Linked DNA regions of Mus musculus: region 2 is linked to region 1. A link is a contact called in public HiChIP or PLAC-seq data. All regions are on one chromosome and are shown on one strand. Each heading gives the region's core, a stretch centred on a gene start, on an enhancer-like site or on the middle of the called end of the contact. The rest is flanking DNA. Distances are from core to core; before and after follow the strand shown.

Region 1 (4,890 bases), core at 1,472-3,971:
ACACAGGTAGTAACAAACGCATGTTTGTTGAAGGGGTGTTTCTGAATCCTAAGGGTTATTCATCTGGGTCCTGGGTGTGGCTGACAGGTTTGGCTAGGCCTAATTAATTGGACTCAGCCATGTGGGAAACTTCAGTAATGACTGTTGGTATTAACATTTGTACCACCCATTCACTGGCCTGGCACCAGGAAGACACGACAATATCATTTGAGTATTCCAGACGTTATACATATCCTGAGAGACACAGGGGACAGGAACTAACTTTTCCCTATGGAAAATATTTCTCAATCTTAATTAATTAAATATATGAAGGAACTTCCTTTTCATTGCCAGAGAACGTTTCTCTGTTCACTTCTTATGTAGAAATTAGATGTAGACTTTTATCCGTGAGTGCCATGCCTTAAACTCATTTATCGCCATGAGGGTCCTTTGCCTGGTTTAACAGAGATAATAGTGTTCTCTCAAGGTTATGTAACGCAGTGTTACAGAGCAGCTCTGGAGGCCGAGTAGCAGCCACACCAGCTCGGTGGCTGTTTCCAAGCCCCGCTATTCAGAGATTCTGAAGTCAGTCTCACGTTTGAAGATCAAGGAAAGAGCAGCCAGCAAAGGGCTGTCTCCATAATGACAGCCTCATCTGTCAGCGCTCCGCTCCTTCCTGGTTGGGCATACATTCTCAAGCATACAATGATGGGAATTTCTTAGTGGCCTTTGCCATCTTTAACCTCAGCAACCCAGGGACCCGTGTGAACTGCCTCCAAGAGAATGTGGTGGCACTGGGTGATCTTGTGTGGGACAGACATGAGGCAGCTGGCTCCAAAGGATTTCTCTGGGTCTATCAATGATTCTTAGTAGGCCCGGGCTCTTTGGCTAGAAACGCCTCAATGTTAACAGTGAGAAAGGATCGGGCCTTCTTCAGAAGAGTAATACAAAATTCTAGATCCTCCAGACCTCAGCACTTGAGCGAGTGTCTTCTCCAAACTTGGAAAGAAAATACAGCGTAGAGATGGGGTGCACTCTACAGGCAGCATGTGATTTCCAAAACTGATCCGGAGGGTTCCTGATACTTTGCAGACATTTTATAACATATATCTCAATGAAAAAAGGGACTGTGTACTTGTGGTTACACAATGTACTAGATACTGAAAAGAAGCAATACTGGAATTCTGTCCCACTTAAGATCTCCCAACACATTTCCTTATAGAGTTTCAAGCATGTGGCTGGGTGTGGTAGCCCCTGCTTGTCACTGCATTCTTGGAACCTGAGAAAGGAGGCTAACTGTGAGTTTCAGGCCAGCGTGGCCTCTAGGGTAAAAAACTCTCATTCCCCCAGAGAAAACAGAGTAAAACTGTACTTTTCAATGATTTAGAAATTCATCTATTTGCCTTTAGTTTTCTGCTTGGGAAATAAGAAGTGTCTTCCTAAGTAACGTAATTAGTGCAGGGAGAAAGACCAAGGGAGCACAGACTGCCAGGTGGGATGGGCATACTGTGATGAGTTCCAGAGGAGCCAAGGCCATTTCCATGACCAGACCCTCTGCCTAGGAGAGTGTCTCACAAGCCTCATTTTGCCAAGCCTGACTTCGTGGCGTAACAATGTCAGTTCTTAGATGGACTGCTCACAGGACTCTGTGCCTAAGCTCAGCTTGGGCTGTAAGTGCAGATAGGGACATAGCTGCTCCTCTATGTAACCGTTCTGTCTAGGACCCGTGGGCAGCCGTGTGGCTGTAGCTATCTGCTACTTCTGAAGTGAAGCTGCATTTAAGAAGCTACTGTAAGGTCATGAGGAGGTCTGATGCTTTCTTCTGTCCGAGCGGGATCTAAGCAGCCGGCTTCTATGTCCTTATGTGTGGCTCCAGTCCTTATGTATAGCACATAGAGATCATTCTAGAAGCAGTCATCTCTGCTCTCTTCAGAGAGGCTCAATTAAGAGCCTGGTTTTTAAATTTTATTTGTTTGTTTGTTTTAAATTTTATTTGTATGTATTTACTTATCAAGACAGAGCTGACCTGGAACTTGCAATCTTCTTGCCTCATGATCTCAAGTGCTAGGATTATAGGTATATGTCACCACATGCAGACACACAAAAAAAGTCTTTTTAAATGCCCTTGAAGACTCACAAAGGTGTCAGGCAGGCAAGGCTCAGCTTCGAGTTCCAATGATTAACAGAATTCAGTGACGATTTACCATTCATCTAGTGTTTATTGAGTCTCTATTGTATACCAGGCACAGGTGTAGGTGCTGGGCTACAACAATCAAGAAACATTTTCCTCCCTGGCCTTCAGAAGCTCCCATTGCTAGCTCTCAAAAAGTCCAACACAGAACCAAAGCCCTTGGCAAGCACAGACGCTGCACTCAGCCAGTGGTACTTTCAGTAAATGTGTGCCCACGTTGCTTAGGAGACAGGCCATTTGGGTGTGCTATCCAGAGGACAGGGCACAGTTAGGCTTGGGATCAGAGGAACCTGAGCCTAGCCTGAGTACTTTTGGACTCTGTGACTAGCATACTTGCTGTGTGGCCCTGGACCACCACCTGACCCCCTGCATCTGTTTCATCTCTGACAAGGCAGGAATTTGACATTGTGTGCCTATCTCCAAGGGAAGTATGTGAATCAGTGTTTGGAAAGTCTGTGTCAGTTGAAAGGACAAATAAATGCACTGAGATGGGTGGCCAGCCCCGGTGCAGCTTGCTCACTGCTCGGCCTTTTCAGGCTACCCGTGTGTAAACACAGGACCATGTCGCTAACCACCAGCTGTACAAAGGCACACACAGGCTAAGGGGAGCCAGAGAGAAACAGCCAGGCCTTTGGGACAGGAGCTCTTTTCTCTGGCTCCTTATTTCACTCTTTCAAGGGAAGACTCATCCAGCAAATGCTGGAAGTACCCAGGACTGATGGGGTTCATTCCTTCAGCAGAAACAAAATGTTTTTTTGTGGCAGGCATTTACTTTCAGAGGTGCTATAAGCAGCCAGTGACTGTAGGCACATTTCCAGGTTCTTCAGGTGGAAGTCATATGACTCCCACAAAAGAGTTCGACCTGGTACCATTCAGCGCTTCAGGAGAAGCAGCAGCACTGGGTTTGAGTTATATAGGTCTCTGCCAACAGCTGAGAGAGAGGCAGAGTATAATTAATTACTAAGTTTTTCTCTCCCATCTGTCTGATGTCTTTCTGCATTTGGGAAACTACTAGATATTTTGATATGGTGATTTATAATGAATAAAGCTACTTCAAAACAGACAAGGGAAAGCCATGGTCTCGTTATACTAATAAAAATACATGGGAAAACTCAGCGTAAGGGCAGGACAAACAGAGTCTTGAAGGCTGTCATAGCAGAGTGTGACAAAAGAAAATTCAGGGATTCTCACTATATCACCTTTTCATACATTGACAGAAAACTATTATTCTTAAATAAGAAAAGAATCTAAGATTTACTCGTGTGTGTGTGTGTGTGTGTGTGTGTGTGCACGCACATGTACTATATGCAAGGCCCTGCGAAGGCCAGAAGAGGATGTTGGGTTCCAAAACGGGAGTTACAGTTCTTTAGTTGTGAGCCTTGAAGCGGGTGCTAGGATCTCAACTAGGGTCCAGTCAGGACCAACACAAACTCTTGACTGCTTGGCCATCTTTCTTGCCCCCTATTTAACAAGCAGAGGAACAAAAACCCATGCATAATAAACACATCCTGTCTCAAGAGGAATGAAAATGTGTTCTGAGAAAGGTATGAGGCCTGGCCAGTGGCTCAGGTAGATCTCTGCTTTCATCTCCACTGCTGTGACTTTTTTTTTTTTTTAATCAGTCTTTTCAGTGGCTCACACCTGTAATTCCAGCATTCAGGTAGAGGCCATCTGCCCTGGGGGTTGGGTGGGGGTGGGGGCTTAGAAACCCAGTCTCAAAAACACACAAACAACAACAACTCGAACAACCCTCTAAGACATCCTAGCTAAAGAGCAAATGTTTTTGGTTTCACTGACAACAATCAGGAGCTGGGCAGCTTGCTAATTTCTGACTTAGCAGCCAACTGTCTATCATTCCTGCCTTTCCTCCTGTTACCCTCCCTGCCTCTCATTAACAAGTTAGCTGTTTATTAAAAATGGGCGGTCTTTTAAAACCTTCTCAAGCCTCTGAGGCGGCCCAATTCTGGAATGCCTAAGGTGTCACATGCCCACAGTGATCAGAAAGGACCAAAGCAGAGAAACAGTGAGGCCTTGGAGAGAAGTAGGCCCAAGACATGGTTCTAAGGCATTCTGGACTTCTAGGAGGTGTCAATGGGCCGCAAGGGGCCCAGTGGGAATGTGAGTGACAGGCAGCTGACAGGCAGTGCTCTAGGGTAGTTTTGCAGTAAGTAGCCCAACTCTGAGGGAAAGTGGCCCTTCTAGAAGGCCTGGGAGGAGCATCGGAATCACGTGTGCATAAATCCTGTGACCAGGTGCTTAACTACACAGTACACGTGGAACTCTCTCAGAGGCTTCCTGGCAGATTCCAAAGGTGAGAACTGCAAAACCACACACACAACTGCAAGATTCTGTCTCCAAAACGCAGCGCAACAACAAACTAAACACAACAAAAACAATCCAAGCAACAACAACCAACGTGATCATTAACTAAGGGCTTGGAAGCTCTTCTGTGTACTGGGAGCAGGGCCATTCGTTATTAGGAGGATCTGTTTTCAACTCCGTGTCCTGTTAGGAATAAATAAACCTGAGGAAGCCGTGAGTGTTCACTGGAGATCAGTGAGAGTAAAGATTGAAGAACAATGAGCCTTAGCTGCTGGCAGAGGATTGGCAACCAGTTAAGGTGTACAAGTCTTGCTGGGAGGCAAGAAGGGTGTGAAATGCCTCCAGGCTCCCCTGCGGAGCCCCTTTCTTTCACTCGGGGTAACTGCAGGATTTCAGTC
Region 2 (4,935 bases), core at 1,268-3,767, 340 kb after region 1:
TGTAAAGAACTCAAGAAATTAGACATCAACAAACCAAGTAACCCAATTAAAAAATGGGGTAAAGATGTAAATTGAGAATTCTCCAACAGAGGAATCTCTAATGGCTGAGAAGCACTTAAAGAGATATTCAACATCTTTAGCCATCAGGAAAATGCAAATCAAATGACTCCAAGAGTCAATCTTATACCTGTCAAAATGGTTAGTGATTAAAATCTCAAGAGACAGCACATGCTGGTAAAGATGTGGAACAAGGGGGACACTCCTCTATTGCTGGAGGGCAAACTTGTACAGCCACTTTGGAAATCAATTTGGCAGTTTCTCAGAAAAATTGGGAATAGCTATACCACTCTGGGCCATATACCCAAAAGGGTGCTCCACCATACGACAAGGACTACTTGCTCAACTATGTTCGCAGCAGCTTTATTCATAACAACCAGAAACAACCTAGAGGTTCCTCAGCCAAAGAACAGACAAAGAAAACATGGTACATTTACACAATGTAGTATCACTCAGCTATTAAAAACAATAACTTCATGAAATGTGTGGGTAAGAGGTAGAACTAGAAAAGATCATTCTGAGTGAGGTGACCCAGAGCCAGAAGGACAAACATGGTAAGTACTCTCTTATAAGTGGCATTAACCATAAAGAATAACCATGCTACAATCCACAGACCCAAAGAAGGTAAGTAACAAAGAGTGATTAAGGGGGAATCACATGAATTTCACTGAAAAGAAGAAATAGAATAGAGATCATGGGTGGTTGGGGTGGGATGGCAGACTAGACAGAGGGGAGACGGAAACAGGACAGATCATGTGAGAGAGAAGACAGGAGGAGAGAGTACTGGGAGAGACAACTAGAACGGGGAGGGCATCTCTGGGACCAGCTAGAAACTTAGGGCAAGAACAGTCCAAGGAATCTACGAGGGTGACACTAACTTAGATCCTAGCAATGGAGGATATGGAGCCTGAACTGGCCATCTCCTGTAACCAGGCAAGACTTCCAGTGGAGGCATTGGGACACCAATCCAAATGCAAAACCTTCCACATGCAATTCATCCTACCTACAAGATGTGCTGGGACAGGAGCATAGCATAACCATCATCAGAGAGGCTTCACCTAGCAACTGATGGAAACAGATGCAGAGACCCACAGTCAAACATTCGGTAGAACTTGTGGAATCCTGCAGAAGAGGGGGAAGAAAGATTGTAGGAGCCAAAGCGGTCAAGGACATCACAAGAAAGCCTACAAAATCACTAACCTGGGTCCACCAGGGTTCATAGGACTGAACAGCCAACCAAGGAGCTTGCATGGGACTGGCCTAGGCCCTCCGTACATAGGTTATAGTTGTGTAGCTTGGTCTTCCTAACAGTAGGAGCTGACTCTGTTGCTTGCCTTTGGGACCCTTTTCCCCTACTGGGCTGCCTCATCTAGCCTCAATAGGAGAAGATGCACCTAGTCTTTCTCCAACCTGACATACCGGGGTTGGTTGATATCCATGGGAGGCCTCCACTTCTCAGAAGAGAAAGGCAGAAGGAATGGATGGTTAGGAGGGGTAGTGGTGGGTGAGAAACTCAGAGGAGAGGAGGGAGGGGAGACAGAAGTCAGGAGGCAAATTAATTAATTAATAAAACAATATCATTTGCCACATTGAGTTATGTCCCTCAAAAATAAGGTTTTTTATTTATTTATTTTTTTATTTTTTTTTTTTTTTTGGTTTTTTAAAAAAGCCTTTTCCAAAGCAAACAGAGCTATGATTGTTCTCCTTAGAAAGGGCTGAGGTACAGGCTGTTTTTAAAGGAATGAACTCCCTGAAGGGTTTCTGAAATCTGAGTCAATTTTAAAAATTCCTTCTGCATGTTGCTTGTTAGGACCAAAGCAACTGTATAAAATCAGGAGCCGTGTAAGCCCCAGTCCTAACCCTGTCCTGTCAAACTGCCACAGGGGTTTTCCTCGGTGTCAAGCCAAAACATAAACAAACAGGTTAAAGATAACATAGTAAGATTGTAAAGAGTGGGAACAGCCCACTGAAGCATTCTATAACGTCGTAGCTGCCCCTTGATTTAATTTTGTTGGCTTTCAAAGTAACATAAACCTAGTGGTCTCTTTCTTGGTCAGTTGCATAGCTTGCTCATGTTCCAGGCTTTTTAGATGCAGAAGTATTTTCCCCTTCCAAGCATCTTGTGACACTTCCATCCCCTTACCTAACAGGGTGGCTGGATTTATTTAAGAGGATTTTGAAGTTGATCCCTTTTATATAACTCAGAAGACCGAGTAACAGAAAAGAGCAAAGGAGAGAAGATGTCAGGGAGAGAGATTACAAACACGAGCTTCGCCTCGGAGGTGCTCTCTAAACAAGGAGAGGTCAAAGGTGCTCTTAACGGACAGACAGAGCTGGAGTGTGAGGAGCAGGTTAGCTTACATCCATTCATCAAGGGTTAAGCTTTAAGCCTAAGAGCTTTGGGTGAGTCATGGCCAGAATTTGGCAAAGAAATGCAACACCTTATCTCTAATCAGCCCTGCCTCAAAATAGCTCTGTCTTCCCTCAGGCAGAGACTCATCATCCCAGCTAAGCACAGTGCATCGAGGTGCTGAGCCCCACTTAATCAGAAAGTCTAGCTGTGCATGTTATTCATCTCTTGCACAAAGTTAGCTCGCTCTCTCCTTCTCTCTCACTCTCTCCCTCTCTCTCTCTCTCTCCCTCTCTCTCTCTCTCTCCCCCTCTCCCTCCCTCTTCCCCTCCTCCCCCTCCCCCTCCCCCTCCCCCTCCCCCTCCCCCTCCCCCTCTCCCTCTCCCTCCCTCTCAGTGGAGCAATGCATAATTTAGCAGAGCTGAAAATGACTTGCACAGATTCAGGATATCAGGCAGGAAAGAACCTTCCAACTTTCCTGGGCTGACACTTCTTCATTCTACAGATGGGAAGACTGAGACCCAGAGATAAAGGCTGTGCCCAAGAACACACAGTCAGTTGGCAGGGGTGAGGGAGACCTTCTCCAACAGGAAATTAGCAGCGCGGATGAGGGAGACATTCTCTTTCTCCTGGCTGTGCTGCTAAACTCTGGAAAAAAAAAAAAAAAAAAAAAACCCTGGTCCATTTTCCTTCCGTTGTTAAGGAAGTCATCAATGCTGCCAAGAGTTTCCAAATCAACACTCTTCCAGGCAGCACTTATTAAACTCTCACTGGGGCCTCTCAAACCTCTGTTTCTAGCTTCATGATCCAGACAGCATTTGATTGTTTGTTCATTTCACATTTGAGATTGGGATAGATAGTCTACTGCAGTTTCTTTCTTTCTGCTGGAAGAGAATGTAACAAACAGGAAGTTAAAGTTCTTGTGGGGTGAGGCTCAGACAAAAATGCCCACTGGCATTATCAGCTGCTTCCCCCTAACACACACACACACACACACACACACACACACACACACACACACACACCCAAACGCCCTCACCCCAGCACCAAGCATGAACAACACTCAGGCTAGTTCTGACTCGGGATTTGACCTCCTAGAGGCCATCTACAGAGGATGGCTCGGCAGGAACATTCCCCCCCAGCAGTTCCCCTCCCACCATTTGTACCCTGTGCCCACTGAGAACTCTTCACACAATCTGGGCCTTGTCCAGGCTGTCTGAGGCACACAGAGTCTAAGGCACAGGGCTTGCAAAAGGCTGCTGGAAACTGAACGGGATAATGGAGATTTAGAATTCAGACAGTTCCAGGGCTGGAATGTGCTGCTAGGAAAATGCCTGGCTCCAGCTAGCTTCAAGCAGTTTTGTTTCAGGTTGTTACTATCCAAGACGTTGTGTCCAAGACTAAAGAGAAATAGAACACTAAGGCGCAGGAAATCGGATTTCAACTCCCTCCCATTTCTCGGTGATTGTTGTCTCTTGAGCGTTCCCATTTGTTTTTTGCCTGAGTCACTCTGGATGGACTTATCGAAGCTCTTGAGTGGAAATTGGTCCCTAGTTGTTCCTCGATGTGGGCGTTATCTCTTCTAGGAAAACTCCAGCCTTCCTCCTAAAGACCCCAAGCCCTCTAACTCCCACTAGACTTCCTACTGAAAGCTGAACAAATGGCAGGCGCTTAATAAATTCCTAAAAAATTCATGGTCAGCATCATGTTGCCTAGACCTGTTTCAACCAATTCCATGCAGAACTCATGTCCTAATCATGAAGAAACTACCAGACAAAATAGTGGAGACCCAAGGTTCACACACACTGCACAACAGAGCCAGACCTCAGGCCCACAATTTCTAAAAGGATATCTGGTTTTCACTCATCTTCTGTCAAAATACACATAAAATATAGTGCTAAAGATATTTAAGTGAAAGTCAGTAGAGAGTGAAACAGTACTAGGATATTGTGGAGGGGACTTTACAGTACAGTCAATTAAAACAAATTAAAAAAAGTAAAACCAGAAACAAACAAAAAACCAGGAATCAGGCATGTGGTGCACAGAACCAATCCACAGTAAATTGCAAGACAGTCCGGTTATGTCGAGAAACCTTGTAGCAAAAAAAGAAAAAAAGAAAAGAGAAGAGAAGAGAAGAGAAGAGAAGAGAAGAGAAGAGAAGAGAAAAGTAGAGGGGAGGGGAGGGGAGGGGAGGGAAAGGAAAGGGGGGAATAAAAGCTTTAAATGCTGTATCCCCAAGCTTACTACAATTTTTAAAATTCTAAAAACACTTCCTGAAAATTATGCTCTTGTCAAAGTCTCTATTTTTAAAACATGAGTTCGATCATAGTTGTTTAATCAGAATAAAAACAGGTTCTTTTTAGCTGAGACCTAAACCTGGGAGGTAAATCAGTACTTAGGATAAAAGCCATGAGGCTTTTTGGTCTAGTCCATGCAACACTAACTCGGAACTCTCTCACCACTCACTAGAACTTGAATGTGACATGTTCCTGAAAGTCCACATGCCCAGCTAGCAAATGTAGATTCAA

Evidence for each region. HiChIP or PLAC-seq counts read pairs in DNA pulled down with a chosen protein or histone mark.
Region 2: a contact with region 1 is called in an H3K27ac HiChIP or PLAC-seq map of extraembryonic endoderm stem cells. The contact joins two enhancer-like sites. A contact is called at or near these places in 2 of 484 Hi-C or Micro-C datasets (bone marrow-derived macrophages and nephron progenitors), 1 of 115 datasets of contacts at active chromatin or transcription factors (extraembryonic endoderm stem cells) and 1 of 9 other capture datasets (embryonic stem cells).

The regions. Positions count from the first base shown.
Region 1 is chr3:65,561,705-65,566,594 of GRCm38.p6, forward strand. No RefSeq gene overlaps it. Among named protein-coding and RNA genes, the nearest start is that of Gm34924, 17 kb to the right of the region's middle. Within about 2 kb of position 2,722, at least 41 of the 459 cell types and tissues checked have an H3K27ac peak or open chromatin away from gene starts, as enhancers often do. A contact at or near this core is called in extraembryonic endoderm stem cells, where this site is marked.
Region 2 is chr3:65,902,399-65,907,333 of GRCm38.p6, forward strand. No RefSeq gene overlaps it. Among named protein-coding and RNA genes, the nearest start is that of Gm35039, 23 kb to the right of the region's middle. Within about 2 kb of position 2,518, at least 100 of the 459 cell types and tissues checked have an H3K27ac peak or open chromatin away from gene starts, as enhancers often do. A contact at or near this core is called in extraembryonic endoderm stem cells, where this site is marked.